Linked DNA regions of Triticum aestivum: region 1 is linked to region 2. The links are chromatin contacts, called in public Hi-C maps. All regions are on one chromosome and are shown on one strand. Each heading gives the region's core, a stretch centred on a gene start, on an enhancer-like site or on the middle of the called end of the contact. The rest is flanking DNA. Distances are from core to core; before and after follow the strand shown. Region 1 holds the start of LOC123127186 (glucomannan 4-beta-mannosyltransferase 1). Region 2 holds the start of LOC123127185 (peroxiredoxin-2E-2, chloroplastic).

Region 1 (5,653 bases), core at 406-2,905, 410 kb before region 2:
TCTGGTTGATCCGGCGCGTAAAAGATACTAGGGTAATCGCCACTTGTGGCCCGTCGGTCAAACCGTTGGGGGCATTTAATGCCCGTCCGATCTCCAATTAACGACACCGGACCGCGCGCAGCGTCCTTGCTAGTAGCACAGCATAGCCCGCCCCGCCAAAATCATCGGGAGCCGTTCCTTCGCGCGCGAAAGATGCCCAGATTTTTTTCGGCTCTTGTTCGTGGATTATCACGACCCGCCAATGTGAATCCCAGTTTGGAGGGCAGACAAAAATGGAAAACGGTTTTGATCTTCGCCGCCCTTTTTTCCGATTACGGAAACGGCGAGACAGCCGTGTAACCGCACACACAGGACACACCATCAGTTTGGGCACCGACAAGCGCAGGCGTGTCAACTACTACTACTCCTACTCCTCAACACGAGTCTGAATTGACTAGGCACAAATGTTAAATAGAAAAACATTTCAGATTTTTAGTTACACAGCGTGTGCCGCACATGGTTAGATTTGCTAGGTGAAGCTGAGAGTTATTACTAGTAACTAATGGCCAAATCTCGCTGGGAGCTGGGGAGTGGCTCCTTGCTCTTAATTATAAACAGGGGGAAGCCCTGTGCCGTGACGGCGACCGCGAGGCAGTACCCAGGCCAGGCGACGTGTCTAAAAGACAAGGCCGGTCGGAGCCTGGCACTGCAGCGAGCGCCCCGGGTGTCACGGCTTTTCCCTTTGGGAAAAATGGAAAAGGGGACGGTGGAGTGAGAGGGAATCCCGGGAGCTTCGAGGTTCGGGTGGACGGACCATGGATAGTTTGGGGGTGGGGGGTGGCAGGGGGCGTAGTCACCGACAGGTGAACATGAGCCTCCATAATTACCAGGCCAGTACTACTACCACTGGCACCACTACTTGTACTGTTCGACCCGAGAGCGGCCGGGGGATAAGATCTTCCTCACCTTGACGAGGGGGTCCGTGGAATCGTCCAGCACCTGCACCACCAGCCGATCCGACGGCCACGACAGCCCGCACACCGCGCCGATCGACAGCTGATACACCTGCACGTATTATCACGCACAAAATATGAAAAAAATGTTAAATGCAAGAAGAAACCAATGGGTGAGAGGAACAGAGAGGGAAGTGGAGCTGGAGCTTGTGGCGGCAATGGCGATGGGGCGGAAGGAAAATGTGGTACCTCCCGCTCGTTGAACATGGGGATCTGGACGAGCACGACGGGGAAGGCGGCGCTGCCGAGCTCGGGGTCGTCGTCCTCGCAGATGGGGTCGCATTTGTACCGGCGCTCCGGCCGGCGGCCGAGCAGCTTCACCCCGACGATGACCACCGCCATGTAGAGCCGCTCCAGGAAGAGCAGCACCGACATGAGCAGGCACAGCGCCACCGCCAGCTTCAGCAGCGGCACGATCACCGGCGCCCGCACCTGCGACCACGCGTCCGGCAGCCCCACCGCCGCGTCCATCGCTCGCTCGCTCGCCTTGCCCTTGGCTACGCTAGACCTCCTCGCCGGCGGCCGGGACGAGGTAATGCCACGCGCGAGGCCCTGCTAGCTAGCTTAGCTAGAGCAAGCTAGCGTGTGCCAGGGGCTGCGGGCTGGCCAGTGTGGAGCGAGCTGGGACTGTGGGGGGAGCTGCTTTGGGGGATGGAGTGGTGTGTGCGAGTGTGTGCGGGGTTTTATAAAAGGGGCGCGAGGCGCAGCTGCACATGTAGGGTTTTGTGTGGACTTACTATGCGCCATGGATTCCGTTTCCAAGGAGTGTAAAATGAGTAGAATAGGGCACAGCAGCGTGGTGATAAGTAAAGGGGGGCGGGGATTGGATTTAGGGGGTGTTTGGTTGAGAAGTCCTAGGACTTTTTCTAGTCCCAGGGACTAATCAAAAAAGACTCTCTAGTAGAGTCTTTTTCTAGTCCCTGTAAAAAAAGTCCCTCCCGTTTGGTTCCTAGGGACTTTTTAGGGACTTTTTCTAGTCTCTGGGACTAAAAAGTCCCTGAACCAAACACCCCCTTAACAGTGCAAAGCGGCGCCATGATTTGTCGGGCGGGGGTGAGATCGGATGGGGTCGGGCGAGGGAGTGTCGGTGGTGCGCCGCGGGGGTAGGAACTGGGACGAGCCGGCTGAGCTGAGCTCATGTGTCACAAGGTCAGTTAAGTGGTTATTGCCTACGCCGTGCTGGTCACTGTGGGTTGGGGTGGTTTCGTTTGTGGATGGATGGATGGATATTGTGCAGCTTTTGGGTGGGATTTGCTTTTTAGCCAAAAGGGAGACGAAAGCAGATTAAGAGCAAAGATGGGAAATTGAGGAATCCTGTTCCTAGTTTGGTAGTAGGACATGTTTCTTGTACTACTGTATCAGTGAGGAAACGGTAAGAGAAAATTGTTGAGAAACAAAAAAGTACGATGTAGGTAAACATGCACACACACTGTCACGTACGCACACACTCATGGTGCATGCTGAAAACCAGAGTCGTTTTTTGGAAAAGGAGGACATCCCGGCTCCTGCATGGGAAAGAAAGATGCATCAGAAAACCGGAGTCATGGAGTTCAAAATTGATAAAGTCACCACATGTGTGTCACTATCGACGAAAACATCACACACAACTGAAAAAACACAATGCATCAACAAATACATTTTAATTTTTGGTGAGTTGGAGTACAACAATACTCCTAACCATCTTTTTCTCATGAGAGACTTGTGTCTGAGTGGTTAGTATGGTGTGTAATACTATGCTAGTACTTTTTATAGATCATGGCCTTGTTTTACTGGTATCTCACTTTGATCGGGCTTCTTCCTGCAGATAACACTATCACCCTTCTGATTGGATTCAATTATTCACCGTTCTCTAAGTATGGTTGAAAAAACGGCACCTACTAGGCATCAACACGATGATCCCTAGGAAGGATCAGTCGGCTCATGTATTGTCCTACCGACTCACTCATCTCTCCCCTCCTCTTTCCACACCCCTCGAAGGGAACCACCTACTCGTTTGCCATCGTCCATTGTCGTCCTCTCCATCACCATTGTAAGCGCCTCCCCTTGCACTCACGATCGATCTTGGGTTGCTAGGGAGCAAGAGGAATGGGGAATTAGTTATCTGTTGTGTAAAACCACTCATCCACCCTCATAGCGAGTTCAACCATCCGCCCGAAGCCAATTTGTTGCTAGCTAGCGATAGAGGAAGAAGGAAGCGGAATATTTATACATGTACTTTACGAGACCTGTTTGGCCCAATTCTTGTCAGCGGGCCAATGAGGCGATCCTTTTCCCCTAGTGGGCCGGCCTGCCTCTTCAATTCCCGCGCCTTTAGTGTTGTCATTCTTCGTAGTCGTAGATTGAGGAGTGCTCACACCCCATGGTTCTTGAGAAGTGGCTTGTCTCCAAGCCATAGAACAAGGAAATGTTTCCTTCAATGAATCCTCGTCTTACATCAGCAGAAGGAGAACAAGACCACTCAACAAGAACCCGAGGAATAGTCTTCGAGCCCACATGATGAACCCTGCGACGGAGAAATTTGAGAGGAATTTGAAATTCATCATCAACATGAGGTAAAGATGTCTGAACTTGAGTCACAAGTAGAATATACTTCTCCAATTGGAGAACATGAAAGTCTGGATGTATTCTGCTAGAATCTGGTAATTCCAGCATGTAAGCAATGTCACCAATCGTGGCAATAGTCAAATAAAGACCATGAAATTTGAATGCAAGTTTATGATTTACACGATGAACCACAAATGATTGAACATAAGGTTGCATTTTTACAAAGACCTTATCTCCAATAGCAAAACTGCGTTCAGCTCTCTGTTTGTCAACCTGGGTCTTTTGACATTGGTGAGCTCTCAACAAATGTCGTCTTATTGGTTCATGCATGATAGCTCTAGCATCTAAACTGAAGGAAATATGCCCTAGAGGCAATAATAAAGTTGTTATTTATATTTCCTTATATCATGATAAATGTTTATTATTCATGCTAGAATTGTATTACGGAAACTTAGTACATGTGTGAATACATAGACGAACAGAGTGTCCCTAGTATGCCTCCGATGGGTTTTGTAGTAATTTCAAAAAAAATCCTACGCACACGCAAGATCATGTGATGCATAGCAACGAGAGGGGAGAGTGTTGTCTACGTACCCAACGCAGACCGACTGCGGAAGCGCTTGAAAGTGCGTTATATCGACTAGAGGGGGGGTGAATAGGCGATTTTTATGAAAGTCTTCAAAACGTGAGAGTTATGAAGACAAACAGCGAAGATTATGCCTATTACTATGCAGCGGAAGTTAGATTACACTAGACCAGCCATGGTCATGTATTCAATAGAGTGAAAGCACAATGACAAACAGCTTTAGTGTAATAACGATCAGGTAGGAAGAAGTTGTGAAGCCAAACTGATCATACATTCACGTTGTGAAGACAAAAGATAAAGCAAGCATGCAATGGCTTCACAATGAGTAACAGTAAGAAAAGGAAGTGAAGATGAAACAAGTGACTCGTTGAAGACAATGATGTGTTGGACCAGTTCCAGTTGCTGTGACAACTGTACGTCTGGTTGGAGCGGCTAGGTATTTAAACCTTAGGACACACAGTCCCGGACACCCAGTCCTGAACACATAGTTCAGGACACCAAGTCCTCACCGTATTCTCCTTGAGCTAAGGTCACTTAGTCCTCGCCCAATCACTCTGGTAAGTCTTCAAGGTAGACTCCCAAACCTTCACAAACTTCGTTCACTGGCAATCCACAATGTCTCTTGGATGCTCTGAACGCGACGCCTAACCGTCTGGAGGATTCACAGTCCTCAAGTGTAATAAGTCTTCAGATCACACAGACACGAAGACTTAAGTGATGCCCAATTTACTCTGGCTCTGGGTGGTTAGGGCTTTTCTCCTCACTAGGAATTTTCTCTCAAAGGCTTCGAGGTGGGTTGCTCTCAAACGACAAAAGCCGTGCACTGAAATCTGAGCAGCCAACCGTTTATGGTTGTGGGGGTGGGCTATTTATAGCCACTTGGCAACCCGACCTGATTTGTCCGAAATGACCCTGGGTCACTAAGGAACTGACACGTGTCTCAACGGTCAGATTTCAAACTCTCATGGCAACTTTACTTGGGCTACAAGCAAAGCTGACTTGTCCGGCTCTGGACAAGATTCGCTCTCATTGTCTTCACTCGAAGACATAGGTTTTTGATTTAGGCATCACTTCAGTCATTCTGACTGGTTCTCCTGGACCCCACTTAACAGTACGGTGGTTCCTATGACTCAACACAAAATAAAAAGAACTACGAAAGATCTAAGTCTTCGAGCTCCATAGGCTTCATAACGTGTCTTCTTTTGTCATAGTCTTCAATGTGAATATCTTCATATACCACCTTTGTCTTCAATGTCTTCATACATTTTTAGGGGTCATCTCTGGTAGTAAAACCGAATCAATGAGGGACTTCTACCTGTGTTTTCCTGCAATTCTCACAAACACATTAGTCCCTCAACTAGGTTTGTCGTCAATACTCCAAAACCAACTAGGGGTGGCACTAGATGCACTTACAATCTCCCCCTTTTTGGTGATTGATGACAAACTAGTTGAAGTTTTCAACGGGGAATATAAAGTGTGAAGTTTGTAAAGGATAGGGAATTGTCTTCATAAGTTGCAAGGGCTCCCCCTG
Region 2 (5,304 bases), core at 1,688-4,187:
GCATCATCTTGGCGCTCAAGCCAAGGCTCCTTCAAGGCTAGGACAGTTAGAGACTGTAAACCCTACCAAGGACACTAATGGTTTTCTACATGTCAGTTGGCTAATAATAGAGCCAATTGTTGTCTCTACCTTTTTGACATATCATCTATGGTGTATGATAATTGTGAGTCTAGAGGGAAGGGGTGAATAGACTACTAAACTATTATCACAATCTGACAAATATTAAGCTTAGCTAGTGGTTGCTTAAAGCACTTTATGCAAGCCTACACAAGAGTAAAGAGCGAAAGCAAAACCTGGAAGTAAAATAAAGGGATATGAGATTACAGGTTGCAAACACGTAGAGGCCTGATATTGTTGTCCCCTGGTTCAGTTGGCGCTATCCTAGTCCACGTTGATGGAAACTTCAAATCATCAAGGTCTCGTTGTTATGTCCATGTAGGATTACATGCATGAATGGACCGTGGAGGGCAATCAAAAATTTTCACCATGGCTTACGACCCAGAAGGTATAGCCTCACTAATGTCAGATCTTCACATAGTAGGCAATCTTCAATGCCTCATAAACTTCTTGGTTCATTCACACGTTGAAGGCCCCCCAAGCACACCTAGCGAATGTATGAGATGCACACCCTCCCAAATAACAAGAGAATGTAGTTTTGCGATGAACCTTTGCTTGCGCTTCAAAAGATATTCTTCTCCACGTTCAAACGCTCATTGAATGGATCCTTGGACAAGACAAGGTTGTGTATTTGAATGGTATGCCTGAAAGCAAACAAAAGAAAGGTATGACATGAATTTTGGAGTAGTGGACACACACGCGCGCGCGCTGAAATGAAGATCTTGAGTGAGTTGGTAGGATATGGGTGTGTGTGGGGGGGGGGAGGTATTAGGCTGAACCCAAAAAATCTGACCGTTGCACACATTTTTCGTGTAGCTCGGAGGCATCCAAATGATCAACTCAGATGCTCTGACTAAACTGCAAGGAGACAACTTGCAAATGGTTTGAATGGTCCAACCACAAATATCCAGGGGCTCTAACCGACACTAGCTCACCTATGCACGTTGTTTGGAATATTCGATCAAGGTGTTTCGAGGTTTTGTGTGGAGTACAAGCTTGCACAAGCGCATGTCATGAATGCTCTAAATAGAATAGGGTTTGCAACGGCTATCTCTACTATTAAAGGGAGTTGGTTCCGTCGCCTCCCTTTCTCCCTTGGATTTTCCTCCCCACGACCCCCTTCCTTCTATGTTTTATGTTGATTTTTTTGTAGTCTCAATCAATGCTGCACAAAATTAAAACCAACATAAATAGAGTAACTTGGAATAATCTAAACATAATCGATACTTTACTAAAATCACGTCCGGCATTAACTCAATGTCACAACTAAATCAAAACTTTCATTTCCTCCCCTATAAATACCCAAATCAAATTAAAACTTAACAAAGCCTCAACTAAATCAAAACTTCCCTTGCATTCTCTACCTATACTCAAATCAAGTTAAATGTGATCAAAATCTTAAATATAGTGTGTGTAAGGCATATGTCTGATATAATTAGTATTGAATCACTATAATAAGTATGCGCACAACGCACGGACAATTAGCTAATCTGTGTAAATGGATCGACGGTCCAAATAGGTTTTGCTCGGTGTCTTCATGCAGTGCAAAAAAGAGAGATACACTATTTGCTACCAGTTGGTCTGCATCCAAAATTTCCATCTCTTGTTATAGAACTTTGAAACACCCTTCATCAGAACTTTGAAACACCCTTCATCGCATCCGTACCTATCTTAGCTGCTTTCAATCTCAGCACAATATAAGAGCGTTTTTAACACTAAATATAGTGTAAAAAACACTCTTATATTTATATTATGGGACGGAGGGAGTATTTTGTACGCGAGCTATGTAAACATCTCAGCAAAGGCTTTACCACCGACAATGCTAAGAACAAGTACGACGCCTTGAAAAATTCAAGTCATTTCATCGAGCACATGGACAGCACGCAATTCTCAACAAAACAAAACAAAATCCTCTCCACGATGTCGACGCATCGAAGGACACTCACACGAGCAACAGTTCGTCGGATTATTATTCACTACTCCGGAGCACTAGACACGACTCAGGCAAGGAGCAGAGCAGGCGCGGCTCAGAGCGCCTTGAGCATCTCCTCGGCGCTGCTGGTGGTGAAGGCGCCGCCCTCCTCCAGGTTGAGCACCTTGACGACGCCGTCGTCTGCCAGGAGCGCGTAGCGGCGGGACCGCACGCCGAGCCCCATGGGCTTGTCAGAGAGGTCCATCTCCACGCCGAGCGCGCGGGTGAGCTCGATGTTGCCGTCCGACAGCAGCTGCACGTCTTTGCCGAGGCCGAGGCTCTCCTTCCACGCCTTCATCACGAAGGCGTCGTTCACCGAGACGCACGCCACGGTGTCCACCCCCTTGGCCCGGAGTTCGCCCGCCTTCTCGATGAACCCTGGCAGGTGCTTCTGCGAGCAGGTCGGGGTGAAGGCGCCCGGGACCGCGAAGAGCACGACCTTCTTCCCTGCAGTCAGCTCCCCGACAGTCACCGTCTTGAGCTCGCCGTCGGCCGGGTCGAAGTAGGAGAGCGTGGCGTCGGGCAGCTTGTCGCCGACCGCAATGGTGGCCACGACCGTGGATGCCGATGCCGCGGAAGCCGCGAATCTCCTCGCCCCCGGGACGGCGGCGGCGCGGAGGCGGGCTGGGGCGGCGATGCGGCGGGAGGCGAAGGAGAGCGACGGGGAGGAGATGACGAAGCGCTTGCCGGCGGCGGCGGCCGCCGAGGACAGAGCGGAGAGCGACGCGGTGGCCATGGAGGAGGGACGAGGCGATGTGTTCGAGGAAATGCTATCTGTTCGGCCTTGGGAAGAGCGTGGGGGTGGGGTTTAGGTTTTGGATGGAAGGAACGGCCGGGCGCGACGTGATAGGTGGGAGCAGCGCGATTTTGGTTGGTTCGTTGGACGCGTCGGCGGAATGGGTGGACGTCGTGCTGTTGCCCTGGATTAGGCAGGCGGCCCAGCACTTGGTTGGGCCTGTTTGGTTCTCTCCCCTCTCGGGTTCGCGTTCTTTTCCGAAATCACAACTCGAGGGTTACCTCAATTCCCAATTCGCAAAAAAAAAGTCGAGGGTTACCTTTGCAAAGCTCGCTCCTCATCTTCTCACACGCTGACAAGTGATTCATATTTTTTTAATCTTTTCTGTAGACCTTCAGAATAATTTTTTGGTCGTGCAAACCAAAGGGAAGGTGTTTTGAGGTTGTACCAAGTCCGAAACCACGTAAACTCACAACCATTTATGCGTTGGAGAGATTGTTTTGTCTTTTGTGTTGAAGCTATTTATAAATCATAGGTTGAAACCGCTGCAATCAAGATGCATTACTTGAATGTGAAAAGATTCTGGAGGATCCTCATGATTAGGTATTCTTTTTCCCTAGATCTCTCACGCGCTGACAATGTGATACACTGCATATGGATCCCTTATCATGACCTGAGTGGTTTCATTTTTGCATAAATGTGTTTTATTCAAAACGTTTTATCTCTTAAACCGTGCGTCCAAATCGTTTTATCTCTTAAATCGTGCGCCCAAATCTCGAACCGTTTTTACCGTGGGACTTCTCACATCGAGATCTTCGAAACTAGATACCATGTTAATAAGTTTGAACGAAAAATTCATGAAAAAATGGAAATCCAAAAAAAGAAAACATGAAATACCAACAACAAAAACGAATACCGAAAAAATTGAAGAAAAAATACAGGAAACCGGAAGCACCATTCCGGATTTTTTTTCCTTTATCGAGAAGCACGACTTTACTTCTTGCGAAAGCAAATCTGCGTGCTTCCACGAGAAGCAAATTTGTGTTTTTTCCTAATAAATTTAGGTAAGAAACAAGATAAATAAACCATGCTTGATACCAGAATATTCAGTTTGGTAACCAGCTACTAATCCTTCCTCCACTTGGTAAATCAAAAGGTAACCTTTCACTTTATGCCAATGAATGTATTTAAAAACACAGAAAACCTATATGCTTTTTTTGTGACAAAGGAAAACAAACCCTTTTTTTAGAAACCTATAGGTGACGCTAAATATACCATCGAAAAGTACCAGGCCGCACGGGGCCAGCCACTTTGGGCCGCAGGCCCATTCACACTGCAGCGGTTTACTCCAGTGACTCGTCTCGGTTCACCAATAGTTACAGTGGCGTTTCATCTAAAAAAAGTTACTGCAGCTCCATCTGGTTCACTATATTTTGTTACTGTAGCCTTGAATTTTAAAAATATGCCAAAAATTGAAATTTAAAAAAAAACACGAACATTTTAGGAATATGTGAACACATTTTGAAAATCCCTTGTTAAATTCCCGAACTACTTTTGAAACCTGACATTTCTTAAATTGAGAAACAAATTTGAAAACAGGGACATATTTTGAAATTTCAGAACTATTTTTGAAAACGTCAACATTTTTAGTATATGTTGAACATTTTTCAAATGCATACCGAATATTTTTTTCAATCTACAGTGAACATTTTTTATATATATTGGACATTTTTCAATATCTGAAGAAATTTTTTAATTATACAATAAAAATATTTTTCCTACACACAAACATTTTTTAATATGCGTTGAACTATTTTTAGTATACACTCAACTTTCTGAATATTCCAACCATTTTTTAGGACACGCACATTTTTTGAATATGTGAAGTAAAATTTAAACAGGAACATGATTTGAAAAATATGTGAACTTTCATAAAAAGAAAAAAAATATAAACAAAACAACAGAAAAAAAATGATTCAGGAACCTTCTACAAGGTTCCTGAAACATCTGCCAGCGTCAAAATGTCTGCGTACCGCACACCTTCGATCAAGACGGCCCGGCCCATTTAGAGGCGACGCCTGTGTCCCACGATTCTGGTTTTGGGAACCTTCTGGAAGGTTCCAGCCGGGTTTTTTCCGGTTTTGGGAACCTTCTAGGAGGTTTGTGAACTGGTTTTTTCTGTTTCTTTTTTATTTTTCTTTTCTATCATTTTTTTTCATTTTTCATTTCCTTTTTCTGTCTCTCTTTGTCCTTTCTTTCTTTTTCTATTTCCTATTTCAAATTTATTTTCTGTTTCAACAAATTTTCCGAAAATTTTAAAATGTTTTTTATTTTTTGTTCACAAATTCGACAATTTGGGGGAATTTCAAAAAATGTTCCTACTTTCAAAGTTTTTTTCACAAATTTTAAAAGTGCTCATGTTTTGAAAATTTGTTCGCAAATTCAAAAAATGTCCGGGAACTTCAGAAAGTGCTCCCAA

The links. A called contact is a pair of places that touch in the nucleus more often than the background predicts.
Region 1: a Hi-C map of leaf shows a contact between it and region 2, with 5 times the contacts expected there. The contact joins the promoter of LOC123127186 here to the promoter of LOC123127185 in region 2. A contact is called at or near these places in 2 of 5 Hi-C or Micro-C datasets (both in leaf).

Annotation. Positions count from the first base shown.
Region 1 is chr6A:179,524,883-179,530,535 of IWGSC CS RefSeq v2.1, reverse strand. LOC123127186 (glucomannan 4-beta-mannosyltransferase 1) reads right to left here and starts at 1,655. Exons shown (of 9, transcript XM_044546762.1): 1 at 1,182-1,655; 2 at 946-1,044. The coding sequence starts at 1,463.
Region 2 is chr6A:179,121,133-179,126,436 of IWGSC CS RefSeq v2.1, reverse strand. LOC123127185 (peroxiredoxin-2E-2, chloroplastic) reads right to left here and starts at 2,937. Exons shown (of 1, transcript XM_044546761.1): 1 at 1,960-2,937. The coding sequence starts at 2,825. The coding sequence ends at 2,145.